Linked DNA regions of Mus musculus: all the other regions are linked to region 1. The links are chromatin contacts, called in public HiChIP or PLAC-seq maps. All regions are on one chromosome and are shown on one strand. Each heading gives the region's core, a stretch centred on a gene start, on an enhancer-like site or on the middle of the called end of the contact. The rest is flanking DNA. Distances are from core to core; before and after follow the strand shown. Region 1 holds the start of Bmpr1a (bone morphogenetic protein receptor, type 1A). Region 2 holds the start of Anxa8 (annexin A8). Region 3 holds the start of A630023A22Rik (RIKEN cDNA A630023A22 gene).

Region 1 (2,726 bases), core at 101-2,600:
GACGGAGGAGAAAGGGGGCACGAAGGACAGTTAGTTAAAACTAGAATATAAGGGACTGTACATATTTTCAGCTGAATATGAGGGAATACCGTGGGATCTAAGTTTTGTTTTGCTTTTTCCCTCCAGGCCAGAATGTGTGTAAATACACAAGTATGAAGTGCCTGGCACAGTTTCTTCCTTCACTCTTTCTTCTGTCTATTTTAAACAATTTCCCAAGAGATTTATAGTTTTCTCAGAAAAGTGAATTAACAGAACGAATACGAAATATTTGTTGAAATACTTAAACGGAAGAGGTTATATATTTAACGACTGGTTTAAAAAGGGATTATCTTTTCCTTCTTCATCCACAGGCCACTGAATACTTTTAAGGGCATTTTGCATGGCGAATGAGAGGGGAAAGGGAGAAAAGAGGTAGTGACAGTTCTTTGCATTTTTCTAAAAGGATGGAAAGAGCCTCGGGAGGGTATCCGAGGTCACTCGGCTGAGCCAAAGGTGGATTGAGAGTCGTATTTATAGTCCGCTGACTTCAGTTCAGCCGGCTCTCGCCGCTCCTTATCTTACGCCCGAGGAATTCGCAGGCCCGCGGATCACAAGCCACCCCAGCGGCGGGGCCCCCGGGCCGAAACCAGGCTTTCGCTACGTGATCCGGAGAACGCGTGCACCTCCACGTTCCTCCCGGCGGGCCAGAACCAGAGAGCACCGGGGGACGGGGAAGGGAGGGGGTGAGTAATGAATGCAGTGTGCCTTACATCTTTCTTTGCAACCACAACTACGAGACGGGCAACCGATCCCGCACCGGGAGCCTCGGTGCCCTCGGAGCCACCGGGCCGCTTCTCCCGTGGAGCCCGAGCTCCGGCTCTAGAAGGAGTGTGCCCGCATCGTCCACTTCACGCAGCTTTGCCCCAGTGGGCCCCTCCGTCACGCGTGCGGTGGCGGCGGCGGCGTGCGCTGAGGGGCGACCCCCTCCCCTCGGCAAACCTGGCGCCCCCGTGCCGGCGGCCGGGCCTCCTTCCCGGCAGAGGGGCGCCGAACTCCACGGGCCCTTCGGGCGCTTCCGCCGAGCTCTCGGCTCGGTTCGTGTCCGGGGCGGGGCCGGCGCCCCGGCGCGGGTGCGCGCAGAGCTGGCGGGCCCTTCCCAGTGCGCGCGCGCCGGCGCCTCTTGCTCGCCCGAGCCGCCCCTCCCCCCTCCCCCGCTGCCCCTCCCCCGCCCCGCGAACGAGCGAGCGTCCTCCGCGGCTGAGGCGGCAGAGATTGGAATCTGCTTGCCCGCCGCGCGGAGGAGGAGGAGGAGGAGGGCGGAGGGAGGAGGGAAGGGCGGGGAGGGAGGCTCGAGCTCCCGCGCGTCGGCCCCGCGCGAGACGACGACTGTACGGCCGCGCGAGGGGCGACCGGGCCCGGGCCGCTGCACGCCGAGGGCGGAGGCCGAGCCGGGCCCCGCCGCCCCGCGGCTGTCCGTGCCCGCCCGCGCCGAGCGCCGGAGGATGAGTTTCTCGGGATCCCGGTGAGTTGGCGGGTGGCGACGGAGTGCGGGTGCGCCGCGGGAGGCCGGCGAAGTTTGGGGGCGACGGTGGCGGCGCAGGGGAGGCCGCGACGCGCCTCCGCGGGGCCTGCGGGAGAGACCCCCCGGCCCCGCGGCCCGGCCCGCCCGCGCTTGCCCTTTTGTTCGCCTTCGCACCACTCCGGGGACGCTTCTGGAAGCCTTAAATGGGAACGGTGCTCTGCTCCCGCTCCGGAGCTGCGCGGCGGCTGCTGCGGGGACTGGGTCTCGGGACCCTGCTAGAGAACGAGAACGAAGCGTGTTCAGTGCGGGGACGGAGGCCGGGCGAAGTGCTCGGCCCGCCCGCCAACTTGGCTGCGGGAAGGCGCCGGGTTTCCCCCTCCGTCCCTGCGAGTTGGTTCACCTGTTGTTCTGCGCGGCCTCCGCTGCCATGTCTGTTGTGATTCTGCACTTCGATTTCGTAAAACTTTGTGCTGGGTTGCGTTACATCCCCCCAACCCCCGTTTCAGACTCCTAGCGGAAAGATCTGGCAAAGAAAAGGAAAATTAAAAATTAAAAAAAAAAAACCAAAACCAAAAATCCCAAACCTCCAACGCGGCAGGGAAGAAAAATAATAACGCCGTGTGTTAGTCGTGCCTGGCGTTTTTGTGACTTGTAAGTCGTGGTGTGGATCTTTTTCATTTGGTTAAAGAGCTGCAGGCTTTCTCTTTTAAACAGCTTACAAACCGTTCTGACTACATGATACGAACTTAGCACCGGTGTCACGCCATTTACTTCTTAAGATAACCCTGGTTATTGTATTCTTTGTTGCTTTAGAAGAGGAAACCGAGACGCAGAGGTTTAAATAACTTAGATAAGTGAGCCGGGATTGAACCCAGGGACGTCGTATTCAAGAGTATGGCCTTCTTACTAAAGCAAAATTGTGCAAAGACCTAGGAGCGTTGTCTAGTTATTCACGAACTCCTGTGTTGCTTCAGTTGTAAACCGACTTGTGTTTGCTCGTGAGGGGAAATTAAACTTCGAGATAAAATAAAAGGTAATTTAATGCTTATCATTGTTCTCGAACTAAAAGATGTTGAACAAAACTATCTTAGTTTTTGTTTTTTTGTTTTTTTTTTAGTGTCAGAACTAAACTATGAACACTTCTTGGGAACCCAGAGTTTATGGAAAACAGATTTAAAATTGGAATGGGTTTTTAATTAAACCTGTACTCTGTTTTATATCCTCG
Region 2 (2,726 bases), core at 110-2,609, 420 kb after region 1:
CTGCCCAGACCTAAACCCTTACTAGTGTGGCAGCTGTGGTACTGGAGTCTCCATTTCCACCCTTGTGTGTAAAGCCACCCATCCTACAGACTTGCTGTGAGGTTCCAGTGACAGTGGTGAGAGATGCCGACAGGAGTGTCCCCATCCATACAGAAGGTTCTGAGAGTACCAACCAATCCAATCAGGTCCCCAAGAGGATGGCCCCTGCCCCTGCCCTATGGAGTGCAGGGCCTAGAATCAGGCTATTTTGGCCAGCATCTGACTGCAGGAACTGCCCAACACTCAGAGCCCTGCTGTGTGCACCTGCACAAGGCGTATTGCCAGCAGCTGCTGTGAAGCTATGCACAGCCACTGCTCGGGCTGCTTTCTCCTGAGGGTCAGGATGATAGCTCATCTCTTCCTGCCTTCTAGTCTGTCCTATCTGTCCAGAGACGCCCCCCCCCCCTTCCCGGGGCATCTACACCTACAGCTTCTCTCTGGGTGGTGGCACAGCAACAAAGATTTTCCTGAAGCTGGGCCAACTTGGATCTTCTGCCTATAAGGAGCCCGGAGACTGTGCAGAGACTTTGGGCTTTCTCTAGTCTAAGCTGTCCGAGGGACCTGAGCAAGCTACCTGGTGTCCCAGAACCTCAGCTTTTCCCTCTTTGAGTGCCCCAGCTGGGACGAGGAAGGTGCATAGCACATGTAGCCGTGTGCCTGCCCATGAGGTGTTTCGGCTGTACATGTGGGTAGAGGTGGCTCCGTACTGTTTGGAAGTCGAGCTCCAACCCCTTAGCCTGTCATTCAAGTCCCTCGATGTTCCTTCCATCCGGGATCCTCTCCAGACCTAGATCCAACCCATCTGAACATTCAAATGCTCAAACAGGGCAATGTTTTCCAAAGTCAACTTCCTGGGCCCCCTAGCGCCTTTCACACACTGCTACTTCTGCAAGGAGCAGCCTGCTAGAGTCTCTCCAAGCACAAACTCACACATTGCACATATCCACAGAGGCACTAAAGTAGCTTTTCCCCTACAGAAGTCTCCCTCTGGACACTCGAATCCTTTAGCTTTCTCTTTGCAGTTAAAAATTAAAAAAAAAAATGTTCTTGTTTTATTTTTAACTGTCTTACCTTTCAAACCTTAACTTTTCTAAGCGTGGACAGGGTTTTTCTCCCAGTTTCCTCACCGGGACTTGGCCTCGCAGGTTCAGCTTTACTTTTTGTGTCCTCCACACTCCCAACAAGGACTAGGGACCCATCTCCCCAGACCATTTCAACTTACCCAGGCTTTCCACCAGGCCATCCTGTCTGCTGCTTTTCCCAGGGAGATGAAGAAACACTAGTTGGCCTCTGCTCAGTGACTGGACACAGCTACTCCCCGATAGTAGGTGTGGTTGTGTACACAGGTCCAGCCCCACCCAGCCCTCCCTCCCTCCACCTCAGGCTCCGCTTGGCTCTGGGCCCCTCCTGTGACTCCCAGACCCCACCCAGACACTGCCCGGGCCTGCCCTGAGAATGTTTGGGCTGTGGCTGTCACATAGCTTGGAAACTCTGAGGTAGCGTTTGAAAGTAAACATGGCTATAGCTTCTTGAGGTTGGCTAGACCTCAATCACAGAGAGAAGGGACCGGCAGCGCGCAGCCCTTCTGCTTACTGCCATCTTTGCATACTTAGCAGCACAATGAGTTCAGCAAAGGACACAGAAACAGCCACCCCTATTCCCTGGGGTGCACTGTGTCTAAATTCCTCTTTAACCATCTTGTAACGACGGATCCTTGGGTCATGATCACAGTCTTAGGAAGCAGGTATGAGTTCCTGTGCTAGAGGGAACCATTCGCAAGCACCTAGATTATTTGCTTAAATGACAGTTGTTGTGACAACAGAGTGACTGTGTACCAACTCTCATGGGGTGAGAGGCTGCTGCCTCCCATGGGGAGGGGCGGGGTAGGAGATGCTAGTTGCCAAGGGGCAGGAGTACTATTCCCAACTAGCTTCCAAGAAGCTCAATTTTGGGAATTTCCTACTTTTCTTCAACTCTCCCTCAGCACAACTCTTCTTATAGGATCCCTTAACTAAGCTAGCTCCTAGCTAGCTACCTTTCAGTGTGAGGCTGCTGCCTCTGGGAGCATCACCCAGTTCCAGGAAGGCTCCTAAAGCTCTCAGCCCTCATGATGACTTTTAAATCCAAGGAAACCTTGCAGAATGTTTCTTTTTCTTTCTGAAGGGTCAGGTTTTAATGTCCCAGTCTTCAGCCCCAGCCAGTCCTGACAGCCTTGCTTCATTAGGGCCTTCTGTACTGGCTGCCTCAGGCACCAATTCCATGTCCAGTCCAGTTTTAACTGGTCCATGTAGAGGCCTATAGCACAAGCCCAGAACAAGCTGGAAGCCAACACTGCCCTCATACCAGCAGCAGGACCTGCAAGCCACAGTTGCCTGGGTCCCCAGCAGTCTACACACGAGGCTCGACCCTACATTATGTACAGGCTACCCAGCATGAAGAAGCCATAGGCAGTTTCCCGGTCCATGTCACTCTGCATGATGCCAGGAGTCCATTTCAGAACCAGGAGAGAAAGCTGTCTCATATGCCCTGCAGAGGAGTCAAGCATCTCATGATCCAGCTCAGACCCCATTGTGGGGCCACCGAGGTTGCAGAACAGCCTTTTATGAATGGTCCCGTGATGTGAAATGTTCAAAGTTCCCACCCCTGACTCCAGTGTTCTTTGTTCTACAAACAGAGTTGTCATCTCT
Region 3 (2,726 bases), core at 130-2,629, 400 kb after region 1:
TGTAGCAGTTTGAGCCTCCACTAACTTGCCCCTGACACCTCTGTCTTTATCTCTGTGGGCGCTAACACAGCATTCCTTTAGCACGTCTGGGACAGACCAATCCCTTCTGCTGTTTGCATACCTTTTTCCTAGAATGGAATGCTCTTTCCTGCCCTGTCTGCTTCATGAGTACTAAGTCAGCCTTTAGCTGTTCAAACTTCACCTTAACACTTTACTTGACCAGCCACAACTTGGCGTCATATAGAATGCATAGTTCAGGTAACAGCAAATTGTTGACCACAAATTCATTTCCCCTCTATTTCTTGCCAAGTATTCAAATTCCAGGAAGACAGTCCTTCTGTGGCTAAAGAATAAAAACCAGGCAGGCCAAGGCCAACACTCCAGCCTTACCCTTCCCACAGCATGACACCAGTGCCAAGCTCTTGCTCTGGTCACTGCCCTCAAGTCTCCCCCGACTGGTGGTCTGATACAGTCTTCTCAATCAGTCTCAACAGTGGCAGACTTAGAAGCCGTTTGCAGTCGAATGAGAGCAGCTACCGTCTTCCCTTAGATCTGCCTCTGAGCTACTGTTTACTAGGGTTGGCCGAGGACCCACAGAGAGGCCTCAGAATCTGAGGCCATTAAAGCCCTGTTTTATACCTGCGAGATGTTCTGTCCTCGAGTTCTTTACCCTTACTTGCCTTTCTTTTGAAACCATTCGCTGAGTGCCAAATGCATGTTAGACATAGTTGGGTTTGAATCTGAGCTGCCCCCAAAGGCTCATGTGTTGAAAACCTGGTCCTACGTTGGTAGTGCATTTTGGGAGGTTCTTGCAAGTTCAGGAGATGGGGTGGAGTTGGAGAAGGGAGGTCACAGGGAGGGGGGTCTTTGGTGATATCTGGCCCCTTCCTCTCTCGCTCTGCTTGCTGTGATGCTAGAACCTTCTCTGACGTAATGCTCCAGCCACTGTGATGCTCTGTCCAAGTTCCTGCGGACCAGATAGCCATGGACCAAACCCTTTGAAACCAGGGACCTAAACACATATTTCTTGTCATAAGTTGTTTGTGTCATGTGTGTGGTTACAGCAAATAGAAAAGTAACTAACTCAGATACTTGATATTAAAAAATGAATAGGGCAAAGCTCTGGCCTGCACAGTACTTGGTTTTTCTGAGAATGATGTGATCAGAACAGCAATACTGTGTAACAGGGCTGCCAGTACAGTTGTCTACTATGGGTTGCTTAAGCAGAAAAGAATCCCTAAAAGGTTATTGGAAGCCCTCCAAAGCTCTTACAGGAAGAAGACTGATTTACACCACAGCCATAGATTTGGGTTCAGTTTCCCGGCTGCTTAGCCCTTGTCTGTCAGCTCATGTTGCAACAGAAGGAAATGAATTAGCTCCAAGGGAGTCACACACCTTGATAGGAGACCAGAGCCTCTGGGATGGGTTAGCTCTCTGAGAAAGCTAAGGAGCTGGAGCACCAGGACGAGCCTTTCTCGGTACAGAGTCCTGGCTAGACCGTAAGCACAGAGCACCCGTGGTCACAGAGAAACAAGGTGGGTAACAACTAAAGTTGTAAAACCAGATTCTCTCTAGAGCTTGCATGAAGGGAGAAGAGACCTTGCATGTACTTGACTTAGTTCTGTACGAATAATGGGGACTGGGAATCAAGGGTCAGAGGAGATATAGAGGTAAAGGGAACTCTGACAAAAGCCACCAAACAGGATTCTTGCTAAAGGCAGGCCAGAGTGAGCAGAGGGTGCTAGGGCTACCCTGGGAGAGGGAGGCTTGCTGCTGAAGCTGGAATTGGAGAAGAAACACATGGGGAGGGTGCTCAGAGAAGGTAAAGGAGGCTGACTGTGTGACTGTGGGTCTCCTTGGGGTAGTGTGGGGCATTGGGCGCTGCCCCATGAGGACAGAGGGAGCAGGAGCTGTGAGCAGGGTTTGTACAGCTGAGAATATGCCGGAAGGACTTCTGGAGATAGTTTCAGGGAGACAGATCTGTTTTATGTTTCAGAGGTAAGGTTTTGGGGGTTATGGGCAGGACGGGCTGATGGGTCATAGCACAGTACCGACTGATCATGTGCGGGAAGAGCTGAATGGGACTTGTGTGCATTTGTAGGAAGCTCTGTGCAGGGTCATCCTCTAGGTACGGTCAGGCACCTGTGCTTAGAGACACTCTCCAGATAAGCTCAGGGAAGAGGAAGCCCTGGAGAGAGAGGAAGTCCTCCATTTTACTCCAAGCTCAGAGAGCTGTCTGGACATGGTGGACCACTCCCTTAATAGCAGGGTCTTCCAACAGACTTTGGCTTAGTTGGAAAGGACTCTACAGATACAGTAACAGAAAAAAGACAGGACCATTCAAGAAAAAAAATAAATTCTCATCTATGGATACTTCCAAGTGTACCCTATATATACCAACTTCAGCAAGGGTCACCCCTGGGTGCGTGAGTAGCAGAGAATACAGAAAAGCTGCAGGTTGCTATAGGACTAACTAACTTTAATGCCTCACTTATCCCTGAGATATGAGAATTTGGGTCACAAACTAGGAGGGGAATGGAAATAATCACCATTTAGAAGTCCTGTCCCCAGGGCTATATGGGACACATGTCACTCCAAGCATTGCCTTAGGGAGATGCCCACAGGTTTGCTTCCTAAAGCTCTGTTTCTCAGATAAGAACCCATGGACGGAGCTGGGACGTTGGTTCCGGGGGTACTCACTGTGCGAGCGTGAGGACTTGAGTTGG

Evidence for each region. HiChIP or PLAC-seq counts read pairs in DNA pulled down with a chosen protein or histone mark.
Region 2: a contact with region 1 is called in an HNF4G HiChIP or PLAC-seq map of pancreatic cancer cells. The contact joins the promoter of Anxa8 here to the promoter of Bmpr1a in region 1. A contact is called at or near these places in 2 of 39 promoter capture datasets (hippocampal neurons and neural stem cells), 2 of 115 datasets of contacts at active chromatin or transcription factors (forebrain and pancreatic cancer cells) and 3 of 9 other capture datasets (adipose tissue, liver and macrophages).
Region 3: an HNF4G HiChIP or PLAC-seq map of pancreatic cancer cells shows a contact between it and region 1. The contact joins the promoter of A630023A22Rik here to the promoter of Bmpr1a in region 1. A contact is called at or near these places in 1 of 115 datasets of contacts at active chromatin or transcription factors (pancreatic cancer cells) and 2 of 9 other capture datasets (adipose tissue and liver).

The regions. Positions count from the first base shown.
Region 1 is chr14:34,501,170-34,503,895 of GRCm38.p6, reverse strand. It overlaps Bmpr1a (bone morphogenetic protein receptor, type 1A), which reads left to right and starts at 1,350. Exons shown (of 13, transcript NM_009758.4): 1 at 1,350-1,501.
Region 2 is chr14:34,084,612-34,087,337 of GRCm38.p6, reverse strand. Anxa8 (annexin A8) reads right to left here and starts at 1,359. Exons shown (of 12, transcript NM_013473.4): 1 at 1,262-1,359. The coding sequence starts at 1,282. The region is part of intron 1 of A630023A22Rik (RIKEN cDNA A630023A22 gene); the gene reads left to right.
Region 3 is chr14:34,101,407-34,104,132 of GRCm38.p6, reverse strand. It overlaps A630023A22Rik (RIKEN cDNA A630023A22 gene), which reads left to right and starts at 1,379. Exons shown (of 5, transcript NM_001251843.1): 1 at 1,379-1,535.